2 separate regions of the Mus musculus genome follow, and region 1 is linked to region 2. A link is a contact called in public HiChIP or PLAC-seq data. All regions are on one chromosome and are shown on one strand. Each heading gives the region's core, a stretch centred on a gene start, on an enhancer-like site or on the middle of the called end of the contact. The rest is flanking DNA. Distances are from core to core; before and after follow the strand shown.

Region 1 (6,520 bases), core at 2,744-5,243, 300 kb after region 2:
ACACAGACCACCAGCTCCTGGTGTGTTACGATGCTGTGTAACCAGGATAAACCAGGGTTATCCAAACAGCAAGCTCCCCATCTGCCCTCACTAGAGACGCACAGCTATGGGCCCCTCTGGTATTATACTGGAAGCTCTGGAATAGGGAGCCAAACTCAACCTTTCTTCTTTATAAGTGCATTGTGTCGAGTGTTTTGTTAGAGGCTGAAGGTTGCATCACACAAATGAGGGGAAGAGAAAGAAATGAGCAGAAAGTGCTTGAGGCGGGCCAACTGTGTGGGCTGGGGACAGAGCCTGAGGCTGCTGAGCGGTGTTACTCAGAAAAAGGACAAGAGTAGGGGACCTGGGTTCCAGCTCCCACTGGTCACACACGTGAGTTGGTCTCTGGGTACCAGAACAGTTTGGATCAGGAGTTTGAGATCCCATCCAACAGCAACAAACAAACAAACATTCTCACCAGTCATTTACAGGAATATTTCCTTCCCCTCCAAAAGTTCAGCCTTCAGGGCTGCAGAGACAGCTCAGCAGCGAACAGCACATACTCCTCCTGCAGAGGACACAGCAGGCAACTCACACCTGACAGTAACCTGCAGTTCTGAAGGAATCTGACACCCCTGGCCTCCGCTGGCTCAGGCGCTCCTGGGCACAGGCACACGATTAAAGACAAATCTTTAAAGAAAATAGAAGGCTTTCCAACAAGATGTGGTGGCTCACTCTTCTAATCACAGGATTTGGGAAGCCGAGGCAGGAGGATTTCTGGGAGCCTAAGACTAGCACTATGAGTTCTAGGCTAGCCTGGGCTACACGATAAGACTCTGACTCAAAAACAAAAACAAAAGTGTGGCTGTCCTAAGGGAAAAATATATGCTATTGTCCCCAGAGAGTGGTAGAGTACAGAACTGTGGCTCCTTTCTTAAGTCTCCAGGCCTTAAAGGGGAGGAATCGAGGCTTCGGGGGCAATTGTGCTGGTCACGCCCACAAGTAAGATGACTCTGACAATGTGAGGTTCAAAGCTCCCTTTCCCCCAAAATGGTAGTGCTGGTGACATTGTCCTAAACAGAATTGTCTGGCAGAGTAGACAGGAGGCTTGATGTCATGTGAACAAGCCTAGAGGTTCAGTAGAAAAGCAGATCTCTTAAAGCAGTTTCTGTTTACCAGGAACTACCCTTAACCCTCCAGGAACCTCCTTTAACCTTTCCCCTCACATCCGCTACCTAAGGCAAGGGCACATCAGTCCCACAGGCTATCAGTTCAGATCCCCTCTCTGCTGCCTGCCTTTTTTGACTTACTCTTCTCTGTCCTGCCTCCACCACCACCACCCCTAGAGATGGCCTTGGATGTTTGATCCCCAATAAATCTTTCTTTCTGCCCACTGAGTCGTCTAGTTCGGAAGTCTTCTCTGCACCGTTGCTTACAGATAGCATGGCCAAGTTAACATTTATTCTAAGGCTGGCTATGGGCTAAGTGCTTAAAGAGGTATCTGCCACCTTATGTTCCCCATGGACTCTAGTGCATACCCAATATACAGATGGAAAAACCAAGGGTTCCAAAGGTGGGTAATGAAACCAGGATCTGAGCCTGCCTGACCTCATCTTTCCCTGAAGAACCTCCAAGCAAAACATCCACGTCTCAATCAGATCAGCTGAGTCCATTTGCAGGAGACTGTCAGGAGCATACTGGTCACTCCTGCCTAAAAGCAGATGGGTGGGTATGGGAGCCCAACCCTGAGCCAATCTTCCTTGCCGTGTGGGTGCAATTTTTCCCTAATTACACTCGGCTCTGGTTGTGGAGGTCCGAGAGTATTTAAGTTAGAGAAAGCTAACTCAAGAAGGCTCTCTCTTATGTGACCGAGGAGAAGCCACCATTCATGCTGGTTGAAGACTTTAACAGTGTGGCTGCTTTGAGGTCGACCAAGCTCCTGCAAATAACCCCTCACGCATGCTCTGCAGGTGGACTGGGGTGGAATTGAATTTTAGGTTGTCATGGGAGGAGGAAAGAAGACATTGGTTAAGAATTCTCACAATATTTGACCCTGGACAGATGACGAGAGAAAACTATCCACAGGACAAGAAGGCCTGAAATCTCCAGGCAGGATGCTGCCGTCGTGACTGGAAAAACAAAGAGGATCATCACTCGGCACCCCTGACATCCGGAAATGGAGCTGTGGCATGGAGGTGCCCTGTGTCCTTGTGCCCTTCTTTCTGGGCATTTTAAGGAGCTGACACCCAAGTCTGCTGTCTGTACAGCCTTCTTCAATAAGGATCTATACTGAGTACTCAAAGAACAGCTCTGAATTTGGGGTTTGCAGGTAGGGACCCTGATAACCAGTAAGGTTATTTCCTGGCAAGCTGCATTTCCACATCCACAGAATAGGCCATGAAGGCCGGCCAGGGTGCCCTGCTAGCTTCCTTTCCAAACTTGTGATCCATCCTACCATCCCACTCGGCACCCCTCTGCTCTCAGTGCAGGGAGGATTTCCTATCCCTTTGTTTATGCTCCTCTGATCAAACCACCATTCATTCAACAAGCATTCAGAAACTCACAAGACGTGCCTGGCCTCTGGTTGCCATGGCAGAGCCGGAAGGCAGGCGGGGCACCTACCTCCCTGGAACTCCAAGGCATCCAGCTCAGAAAGGAAAGGCAATTCCTTCCACCTGTGTGAGGAGGCCTGCCTGAGGTCCTAGGGAAATGCCTGCCTGATAGCAGGCCACAGGGTAAAGGGGGCTGTGCCACCAGCAGCCCTGGCTAAGTGACTGTCAGAGAGAGGGTTCTCGAAACACTTGTCTTCTCTGTGGCTTCTCTCCGGGATGCCTGCCCTGCGTAGTTATCATCTGCCTACATTACTGCAGGAGCCTCTTAACCTACCAATAACATCCTCCTGACAGCCACCACCATGATTATCAAACCCACTTCAGCTAGCCCATGCCAGCCCACCCAGGCTGATGTCCTTGCCCCCCATCTCCACACAAAGCACATTTTCAGCAGCAGCGACTCCTTTTGTGTAAGGACTGACCTCGTGCCCTCTGCCTCTGCCTCCTGCTTAACACTCTTCCTCTCAAAGACAGCCTGGACTCGGGTGGGCGGGCCTCATCTCCTCCAGGAAGCCAAATGGGATTATGAGCAGACCATAAACATCACTGAACCCCCAGCGAGGGACTGCAGATGGAGTGGAGATGATCAGTTTCTGGGCTCATCTGTCCTAGGAGTTTGATTGGTCTTTGAGCATATGTACTGCCCAGCCTGTGAATGTAACTCAAGACCTAAAGGCTGAAGCCACAAAAGGTGTAGGAAACTTAAGGTTTTTCTGGGTGAATGCCTGGATCACATCTCCAAACCCTAACCCCGTGCCTCAGTTTCCCCTGCTACAACATAGCTGGGGAGGGTGAAGTACCTGCTCAAGTTCTGTCACTGGGAGGAAGCACTCCCATTCATTAGCATTTGCGAAGGGCTCTGAGTGCTGCAGATGGAGACTGCTCCTAGCAGGCAGCCTGGTGGGACTAAAAATAGAGTCGTGTGGCACCTTCTAACCCAGAGCTGGGGAGGGGTGGGAGGGGTGAAGGAAGGGTAGTCAGAGGAGGAGGTGGCTGGCCCAAGGTCCCGAGGGGCAATGCATACTGGTCATCCACCTGGAGATACTGTGTGTCCTTTCCTGAGCACCAGGCTCCTGCACTGACCCCAGACACCTGTCTTCTCTTTGGGAAAGCCAGAGGCAGGTGTCCTGCCTGGGGGTGGGGGTGGGGGGAGGGGGGTTGGGGTGGGGACAAGGGACAGAGAAAAAGACTGTAGCCCACAGGAGTTAGAGACTCTCGGCCTTTGCAGCACTTGGGATGGAAGGTTAGGGGAGTCAGGGAAGAGCTGGCCCTGGGAGGTGGAAAGGCGGTTGAGGGTAGCCCGTCCATCGGGCTAGATAGCCAAGAGGTAGCTTGTGAGTCCAGCAGGCTTCGGGGACGTGGGTGGAGAGCTGGCCGCAGCTAGGGCAGAACCTTAGGAGAGGGCCAGGGCCCACATTCTCTTGTGACTCAGGTCTGAGTCAATGCCATTTCTGAAACAGACTAGGGGGCGGGGTGGGGAGGGTGGAAGGTGTTTTTGCAAAATGACAAAGCAACTTGCTTAGGGCAGCCAGGCAAGAGGCACAAGCAGCTGGGAGGAGAATCACCTCAGGTCCTCTCACAGGGAAGGCTGGGGTGACTGGTTGCCAAGGGACCTGGGCTCTCCACACACACCGTCAAGGGCAGGGTGGGGAGAAGAGATGCGCTGTCCCCAGAACAGATTGGTGAGCACCTCCATCTCCACCACTGAGCTGAGAGGATGGCGCCTCCCTGGAAAACTAAAAGGCAGCCACTGGAGAGCCTCGCCCCCTTCTGATCCCCTTCACAGCCACCAGGAGGGGATTCCTCGGCTTACTAAGAGTGTGGTGCCCTCCCTGCCTCCCACCGGTGTAATGCTGGGAGAAGCCCAGGAGGGGATACTGCCAGTGCAAACAGGCAGCTGAGGACTCGGTTCCAACCATGCCCCTCCTGCCAGCCTGCAGGGCAAGCAGAGATGACAGGAGACGCAACTCTCCCCACCAACCAGGTGGGCAAAAGGACACACCCTTCGGGACAAAAGGGGCAAAAGTGGAGGTGCCCTGAAGACCCGCACGCTCGCTGTGGGAGTGCAGTCCGGCCACTACGAGGTCCTGGGTGGGCGTAAAGAGTCTCTGTGCAGGAGCAACAGAGGCACCTAGCTGGTTAGGATGCCTAGGGAGTATAGGCCATGGTGATGCCTGTCACCCAATAGGGTACCTGCCTGGAGTCCCCTGAATAAGACCACTTGAGCATGTCCAGGACGTCTTGCTTGTCTCAAGGTCCCCCGCTGAATGACCAAAGGAAGGGCAATGTCAGCACACCTGATTACTACTGTCCCCCACTCAGCAAGCCATGGGGCAAATAAACACATCTCCTACCATCAGATCTTGGGTTCCTTTCTCTGGGCATTGTTGGCTGGGGGCATTATGCTACCCTAGGGGATGGCTGTTTGTAAACCTAGGAAGATGCTTAGGGTGGTAAATATGGAAGTGGGTATCACTGAATGCAGGAACTGCACCATGCAACCAGAAAGGAAAAACAAAATTAAATTATAAAGGCTTGGTGACAATCACATATTCTAAACGCAGAAACACCTACAGCCACTGTTCAGGTCTCTGGATTGCATGTTTAAACCCAGCTAGACTCCAGCACTCAGCCACAACTAACCACTGTGATAACCAGCCTCTTTTGTGCTTAACCACATAGCCTGACATGAGCCCCCTAGCCTCCCCTCTCCCCAGAAAGGGATAAATACAGCCTACTGTCAATTAAAATACACATAATAAACAGGAAGGAGGAACAAGACTAGGAGAATATTTGTCCAAATAATGGGTGATTTTTTTTTAGTTTTTTTTTTATAAGCAACATATTTTCCATAAGGAATATGAAGCTTCTAAGGAGGAAACCAGTGCCACCAGTGTACAGTTGTACAGTGTACAGTGTACAGGAGTGGGGAGCTGGGAGAAGTCATATAGAGGAGAAGGAGCTTCGAGTACTCCTTTGTGGGTGGGACAAGAAATGGCAGGGAAATCGGGAAACCAGCCTGCTGGGAGGGAGAAAAGCAAGGAAGAAAGTGGAAAGAAGAGTAGAGGCCTTTCTAAGGAAGCCCCGGTAGAAGACTCCTAATCCCTGATATTTTCCTGCAACCTGCCATGCCTAGAATTCCCTTAGGGACCCTAGAGAGTGGTCCAGAGGTGGACTGATATTCCTGATATTATTATGTGATAAATCACTTTTTTTCCTCTGTCTTTGGAGGTGGGAAAAGCTGGGTGTGGGACATTAGAAGCCACCCGCCATCAACATATTTGGGTCAGAAGGTGCCAAGTGCTGGGTGGAAATCAAGGCAGATGGAATGGGCTGTTCTGGATGCATTTTCATTAATCTGGTCCTATTTCATAACTCAGTTTTACTCTCTCAGATCGGAGCCTGCAGAGACATTCCATCAATAACCCCCACTTGGCCATTCTGGCCCATCTCTCTGAGGTCCCCTCAGCACACGAGGTCTAATATCAGCCTTGGCTTATTAAAGCACTAGATTTTCAGGTGGTGGATGGCAGGTCTTGTCCCTTACACCTACCCCAGGCTTGTCAAACTGCCCTGGTCCCCCTTTCCCTGACTAGGAGCCTGGGACAAAGGCCAACTCATTGTTCTTCCCCCCTCCTGGTCCAGCACCCCTCACCCCAAGCTTCCCTGGCTCCTCCCACTCCCGCCCCAGAGTTGCAGCTTGGAGTGCAAGGAAAACAGCCTCGCTGCTCCAGGCTGGAAATAGAGGGGCCTTTGCTCACGTCATTGCATGAAATCCACCATCTGCCACTTAGTAAAGAGAGTCAGGGACGTTTAATGTGAAAACTCTCGCTCGGGCAGTTGGCTGTATTCCAGGGTGAGGACACAGCTGGTATGTTAGACCAGGGACCCAGGCTACTGAAGTTAGGAATTCACCTAATACTGGGCTC
Region 2 (6,626 bases), core at 2,792-5,291:
TTTACCCCCTTTCACAGTTCTCCAAGTACCCTCCCTGTCTTTCTGGTTTGGGGGGAGGGGGAGCGTATCAAAGTGAAGTGCACATGACTAGATGTAGGTAGCCAGAACCTATGGTTTGGGGTGATAAAGATGTGATCTGGGCTGGGCACATGACGAAGCAAAAGAACCACTGCAAATTTGAGGGTTGCCTGGTGTCACAGTAAATGGCAGGCTAATCAGGGCTACATAATGAAAGCCTGTGTTTAAAACAAGAGAAAAGGGAAATGTGTTTTTGTCTGTCCCGGAGCCTTTGCAAAGATGCCATCAGGAGCCCCTTATGTTCATTCCTCCCAGCATCCTAAGCCAGAGCTCTTTTCCCCATCACCCGACCCTTCCTAGAGGATTGGCTCTCTGTGTCACTTCGTAGATGATGAAGCAGTCAGACATGCCGATGTAGATGGTGGCTCCCTTGAATGATGGCCTATTCGCTCGTACTTAGAGGTTACCTGCGTTCTCCTGCTTTCTGCTATGTTAAAGACAATCCTAGAAATGTTACCTCTCAACAGGAGACATTAGTCTTTGTGAATAAGTTTTATAAGAACTTTCTTACTATACACTAGAAGTCCTCTTAAGATTAAAAGAAGCAAATGCTCTTATAAGTGAAGGATAACTTCATTGACTCCCTGTGTCTTTATTTCCTTGAATTCTTAGTAGAGGGACTGATCTTTAGGCTCTGACCCAGTTAGTAATTCCAGCGGTGAGGGAAAGCCTAGTTTCTGATGTCTGGTCTGATTTCTGACAATGCCAGTAAGTCCCTTCACAAGAGAGGATCCCTCAGCCTTGGTTAAAGCTCAGATGGCCTCTGATGAGTTTCTGCTTCCCAACCCTCGCCCGCCTGCCCACCCACCCTCCTGCAAACCCTGTTTCCTTTGCCTCTTACCTCTTCCTGAAATTATGCCCACCACGATCTCCTGCCCTAGACCCTCTGCGGCCTTTCCAGCAGAGGCCCCTCCTTGAAGGAGTAGAAGGATGATAACCCAGAAAACAGTCTTTACAAAGCACAAAAATACATTTTACGATAGTCATTTACTAAGTTTTCATATGATCTGGGAAAAGTCAGAAGCTCAAAGGGAGTTGATGAAAAGCTGTACTCCTAAGCTTAGCAGTACCAGAACAGCCTTGGAGTCCTCTGCAAAGCAAACAGATCCCAGGGGGCTGGGAATTCACAAGAGCAGATAAGCATGGCTGCACAGCTTGGGGGTGGAGACAGGGAAAGGCTGAGGCCCTGGACAGGGACTTGGAAAGATTATGGCAACAGAGGTGGAAAGGCTAAATCCAGGTCTGCTGCATCCAAATAGCAACATTGACATCAAATACAGCCACAGTGTGCAATTTTAAGACCAGAAAAATGAGCCCGGATTTTTTAACTGCACAAAAGCCAAGTGAGCATTTTATGTTGTTACCCCAGTGACATCCTGAGTTAACAGTGGCCTTATCCCTTAGCTAAAGCCCCAGTGAGATGAGGTAATGTTTGCCCTTATTTACAGAGTCGTGGGAAGCTGTTTCAGAGCCTAGGAAAGAAGGATGAGACACTGAGTCACACTGACCCCTGCTAGATTGAGATCTAATCCCTACTTTGTTGTCTGCTCTGGGTAATTAGATGGCTTCACTCCTTCCTCCTCCTCCTCCTCCTCCTCCTCCTCCTCCTCCTCTTCTTCTTCTTCTTCTTCTTCTTCTTCTTCTTCTTCTTCTTCTTCTTCTTCTTCTTCCTCCTCCTCCTCTTCCTCCTCCTCCTCCTCTTCCTCCTCTTCCTCCTCCTCCTCCTCTTCCTCCTCTTCTGCTTCCTCCTCTTCACTTTTTAAAAGATCACAACTCTTAAGATTTTATTTGCAAAGCTTACTCTTGATAGTGCATTGGTCACTTAGAGGTAAATTGAGTCTTACTGCTAATACAGTGGAGACAGACAGTTTATCATAGAACTCAAGGAGGCCAGAAGACAGGCTAGCCTTTGTTTGGATAGCAGCACTCTATCATGGTACCCTCTGGCCGGCCAGTCAGCTCTCTGACTCCCTTATCTCAGTTTCCCTGAGCTGGGATGGAAGGCTGAGGCCGACCCAATTTTCCAGGCCCTGGTTCTTTGCCCTTGTCTGTGGCTGACTTGACTTCCATTCCCTCTGAGGGCATCACTCTGCAAAGTCTGCTTTCTCGAGACCTGTCACCTACTTGCTCCTTCCATCCTTTTGTAAGAACCAAAGGAAGCCTGTCTAGGTTGGTCCTTCTCAGGCATTCCTGTCTGGCCATGGCATCTGTTTGTTTATCCACGAAAAGGGACGCATGGTGGATGTGATGTCAGTCAGTGTCCAGGCCTCCTGGAGGACAGACTGGATAAACTGGGCAGGAACTGATTCTTTTCACTGCCTTTGGGGTTTAGATGCCAGGAAACATGAGATGCCCATGATATGTGTGCTATGAAAATATTTGCTCAAAGCAGGCCTGAAATCTCCAGGCTCTTGTTCTTGTGGGGTTTTACATACCTGTCCTTGCTTCCAGGTCTGACATTGACCTGCCTTGACCTGCCCTGTGTTTTTTTATTGTTGTTGCTTCCCTTAGAGTTCCTTCACTTTGCAGTGACTAACCCCCTCCCCCCCCCCAAAAAAAAACCTCAGACTTCCAGATAGACCAGTGTGTAAGAGGGCCCTTGGAGCCCCAAAGTGGGTCATTTCACTTCCCTCCCTTGCTTGCCCCTGTTCTCATGAGTGATTGGCATAGGTGGGCCCATTGATAGAGCTTAGTTGGCAGTACTGCCAGACCTGGAATCAGGAGATGGCCCCAGGGATGAAACAGAGTCGAGATCTGTGCTAGTATATCTATGGTGACTTGGCTTCAGCTCCTCACTGCTGGGTTGGTTACGGACTCTAGAAGAGTCCGTGTGTTCTTGGCTACTCCCTTCTGATCTGTAGAAAGAGAACACTCTTCTAAGAGCACAAACCAAAAAGGACATGAAAGCCTACCTCAAGAATGTACTGAAGTTTGTCCTAGGGAAGGAACTAGCCGGTGCCTTTCTACCGAACAGGAAGGTCAGGCCTGCAGCAGAGATGTCAGTGTCTCATCCAAATGCTAGACTGTCCTGGACACTAATTGTGATTGAGACTAATTGGTAGTCACTTGACTAATGGTACTTTGAGTTGGTGGCGGAGGACAAGAGGACTATGGGGCTGAGGGGTGGGGGAATGTGCATAGGACAGAATTGGCTGCCTGGGGCTGGGTGGGGCTCCTGGTGACTGGGATCAGATAGCTAGAAAAAACAGAGCAGTTACGTAACTGTGTTTACATGGGCTCAGGTGGCTGTGGCAACCATGGCAGTCCTTGACCCAAGGCCATGCTGGAGGGGTGCAGGCAGCCGACTACTAGGGAAGGAGGTCCCTCTTGAGCAGAAGGGTGTGCAGGAGACAGAGCATGGCATACTGACCAGGGCTGCACTATCTGGGACAATGTTACCTGGCTCTAATGTGCCACTGGAAGCTACTCAGGGTGAGGCAGGCAGGCAGCAGCCAGCTACAGCTAGGGGGAGGGGTCAGGAAACCAGACACCTGGCTCTCTAAGTCCAGTCTCTGAATTCTTGCTACATTTTTCTCCCTAATCTTCTTAAAAGAGGAAGAATTCTCCCTAAATCTGGGCAGAAAAGAGGGCAGGAGATTATTTAAGTTTCCTTGGACTTACCTGCCCTGCGGTCCTAGCGCCTCGTGCCTCCGTGTTTTGTAAAGCCATCCGAATACTTGTGAACACAGTGAGCTCCAACCTGAGAGGTGGCGAGCCAGCCCCGGCCTGACTGACAAAGCAGAGCTGCAGCAGTTCAGCCCTCCATTGCCACCCTCCCCGTTCCTCCCAACCTACATCCTCCAAGACTGTTTACTAGACTCCCCATCCCCATAGAGATGGGACTGGTAGCCAGTCCTCAGCTCCCTTGCCCACACTGTGCCTTCTCTTGTGAGAAACAGGAAGTTGGGACCTTCGGCAGCTCAGCGGCACCCTCTACATTAAATATTTATCTTGGAGTCCAGGTCAGAGCCTTAGAGCCTAAGAAGTTCACTGCTGGTGAAGGGGGATGGCCAGGATTCTTGGAGTGGGAAGATCTTCAGCTTCGTCTTTGAACAACAAAGAAGACAATGAAAGTGATGTAGCCCTTCTTAGTCCCAAGGACCCTAACAGGTGGGAAAACTTTAAAGAGGGACATGGGTAGTACTTTTAATCCCCTGGGGGAGGGGGAGGCTGCTTCCCTGGAATGGGTGGATAATCAAGTGGCAGAGAGGCTGTGTACAGCTGCCTGACCTCAAAGAGGGTCTCAGAGCTCCTCCACTCCTCCATCTCTCTCCCTTCAGCTTTCCTACCTCCGCCCCTCCCACAAACACCGTGTACTGTGTAATACCTACATCCGTTAAAAACACCTCACGTATGCGAATCAGAGCCCTGTTAGCAGGTTTACATCTCTGGAAGCCTATGAAACTGCTTCCTGAAGACTCCCCACTCATGGGAGCTCTGGCACGCTCATCTCTTGAGCTGTCCTTGACCTAAGTTTCCCGGGAGGTGGGGGTGGGTTTTGTTTGCGGGCACCACAAACAGTTCTTCCCCCACAACTGGGAAAATGTGAAGCTAATAAGAGGTGAGCGTGCTAGGGGCTGTGATGTCCTGGGAAACACTAACTCCAGGTGGCTCAGGCACCAATTAAAAGGCAGTAGGTGTCATTTACCATACTCAGCAGTGGACCAGAAACCGTTTTTTTTACCGGTTGATTTGTTGGGGACTTGGGTTCGCAGTGAATCCTAGGCTAGGAGTACTCCAGGGTTTCCATTGTCAGTAAACATTTGCCCTGGCACCTACCAGCAGAAGACTGGACGAGGAGGGGAGGAGGGAGGGCCAGAGAGAATGGGGAGCCAGTGGGCGGTGTCCTTCAGATCTGCGTCAGCAGTCAGCACTGTAGGAACAGCGGAAAAGCAGGATCAAAACAAATACGGTGAATGGGAACACCAAGACCCTCTTAACCTCATCCCCGCCCAAAGGGCCCCACCCTTATCCTCTTCAATGCTGTGGCACGTCCAGGGAGCCGGTCGATTCCCTCCCCCAAACTTTGCACGTGTGTGTGAGCATCCTCACGTTTGCCAGTACACGAGTGTTTGCAAACGCCTGGTCAGTGCGCTTAGGTCTAACAAGCATGAACTCTCTCTCCCCAAGCGGGTGTTGCCTTGTTCCTGGGCCACCGTGACTTATCTCGGTCCCAGCCTGTCTGCCTCCGGGCCTGTCTCCTGCCTCTCCAAGGCCGAGGGCTGCGTATCTAATTCCGGCCCCACCCGGGCTCTGGCACTCAGGGACCATTCGGTTAATCACTCCTGCCCTGTGTCCTGGCTCTTGTGGAGCAGCTCGCTTCCCACACCCTGGAAATGTCGCTGGAAACTCTGAGTGGCCCCCGCCAGCCCTCCCGCCCCTTTCTGACTCCAGCTTTGCGGTGGGGGCCGGGGAAGGCATCTGGGAAACCCAGCGGGCTCCCGGGGGACCCTCGGTGGCCCCTCCCGGCACCGCCTCCTGGACAGCCCGGCCCCTTGGGCAAGGGGCCACAGTGTTCCCGTGGCGCGTCGCCGGACAGAGGGCACTCGCGGGAGTGAGTGAGGGAGTAGCAGGCATCTCCACTTTACTCCAGCATAGCCCCGGCTCACAGTTCAAATCCAAGTCCCAAACTCCTCCTGCCGCATTCATCTCAGGGTCCTGCCTCCTAGCGCGCCCCCTCGGCCGCTCTCTTCCTTGTTGGGCGCCGAGCCTGGCCCAGCGTCCTGACCAGTCACGAGGGCCGTGACCACCCGCACTTTTCCCTGCCCTCTTTCCCCGAGGGCTCGCCGCGGCTGCTCCAGGCAGAAGCGGGCTGGGATGCTCCTGCCCTCCTGGGCAGCCCCAAGCCCCCCCACCTGCTCGCCGGGGGAAGGTAGGTTCAGCGATGCAAAGGGGCGGGAAGGAGGCAAGACATAGCCTGGCGTGGACCGGAGCGAAGGCGTAGAGTCCCTCCCTCCGTGTCCTGGTCTCTGAGGTTGTACAAACCAGAAAAGGTGAATTTGAAACCCCCTGACCCTGTTAGTGGGGAGCTATAGTTTGATAAGACCTGGAAAGGCAGAGAACGACGTCCCCACCATCAAGGCCTCACTCAGATGGGAAGGAGTCCACCAAACCTGGACGTTCTTCATTCTTCTAGGGGTCTGCTGGAATGCAGGGGCTGCCTGGATTCTGGGAACTCACCAGAGGTGTCCGTTTTATGCTAGACAGATACCAATTCCCCAGGAGACCTCTGTCTTCCTTAGGTTCTGCCAAATGTCTCCAGGCAGCCTGCTGGGAGAAAAACCAGGACCACCATGGGGGGCCCTATCCTAACCTCGAGTATTCCCAGGAGCTCAGTGGGAGGGGAGCCGATGGAGGTATCCTAGGGTCAGTAGCTCCTGAAACAAGGTGGTGATGGAGAACTGGTCCTTTTTCCCTAGAGAGGACACTTCTGGATTTGCTGGGAGGGTGGGACACAGTGACATTAGGGAAGGAAGGCCTGTCAGCTGATGGGTGCAACTGCTGATGCCGAAGGCAGTTTGGCCTCAAGCCCTCAGCCGGGCAGGGAG

What was found. HiChIP or PLAC-seq counts read pairs in DNA pulled down with a chosen protein or histone mark.
Region 1: a contact with region 2 is called in a FOXA1 HiChIP or PLAC-seq map of pancreatic cancer cells. The contact joins the enhancer-like site here to the promoter of Sorbs3 in region 2. A contact is called at or near these places in 6 of 39 promoter capture datasets (the C10 cell line, the HPC-7 cell line, cranial neural crest and 2 more), 1 of 115 datasets of contacts at active chromatin or transcription factors (pancreatic cancer cells) and 3 of 9 other capture datasets (adipose tissue, embryonic stem cells and liver).

What each region holds. Positions count from the first base shown.
Region 1 is chr14:69,909,429-69,915,948 of GRCm38.p6, reverse strand. All of the region lies in intron 3 of Pebp4 (phosphatidylethanolamine binding protein 4), which reads right to left. Among named protein-coding and RNA genes, the nearest start is that of Pebp4, 72 kb to the right of the region's middle. Within about 2 kb of position 3,993, at least 61 of the 459 cell types and tissues checked have an H3K27ac peak or open chromatin away from gene starts, as enhancers often do. A contact at or near this core is called in pancreatic cancer cells, where this site is marked.
Region 2 is chr14:70,205,086-70,211,711 of GRCm38.p6, reverse strand. It overlaps Sorbs3 (sorbin and SH3 domain containing 3), which reads left to right and starts at 4,041. Exons shown (of 21, transcript NM_011366.3): 1 at 4,041-4,188. The coding sequence starts at 4,085. Gm26908 (a long non-coding RNA gene) reads right to left here. Exons shown (of 5, transcript XR_874791.3): 2 at 4,858-6,348; 3 at 3,700-4,124; 4 at 2,790-2,933.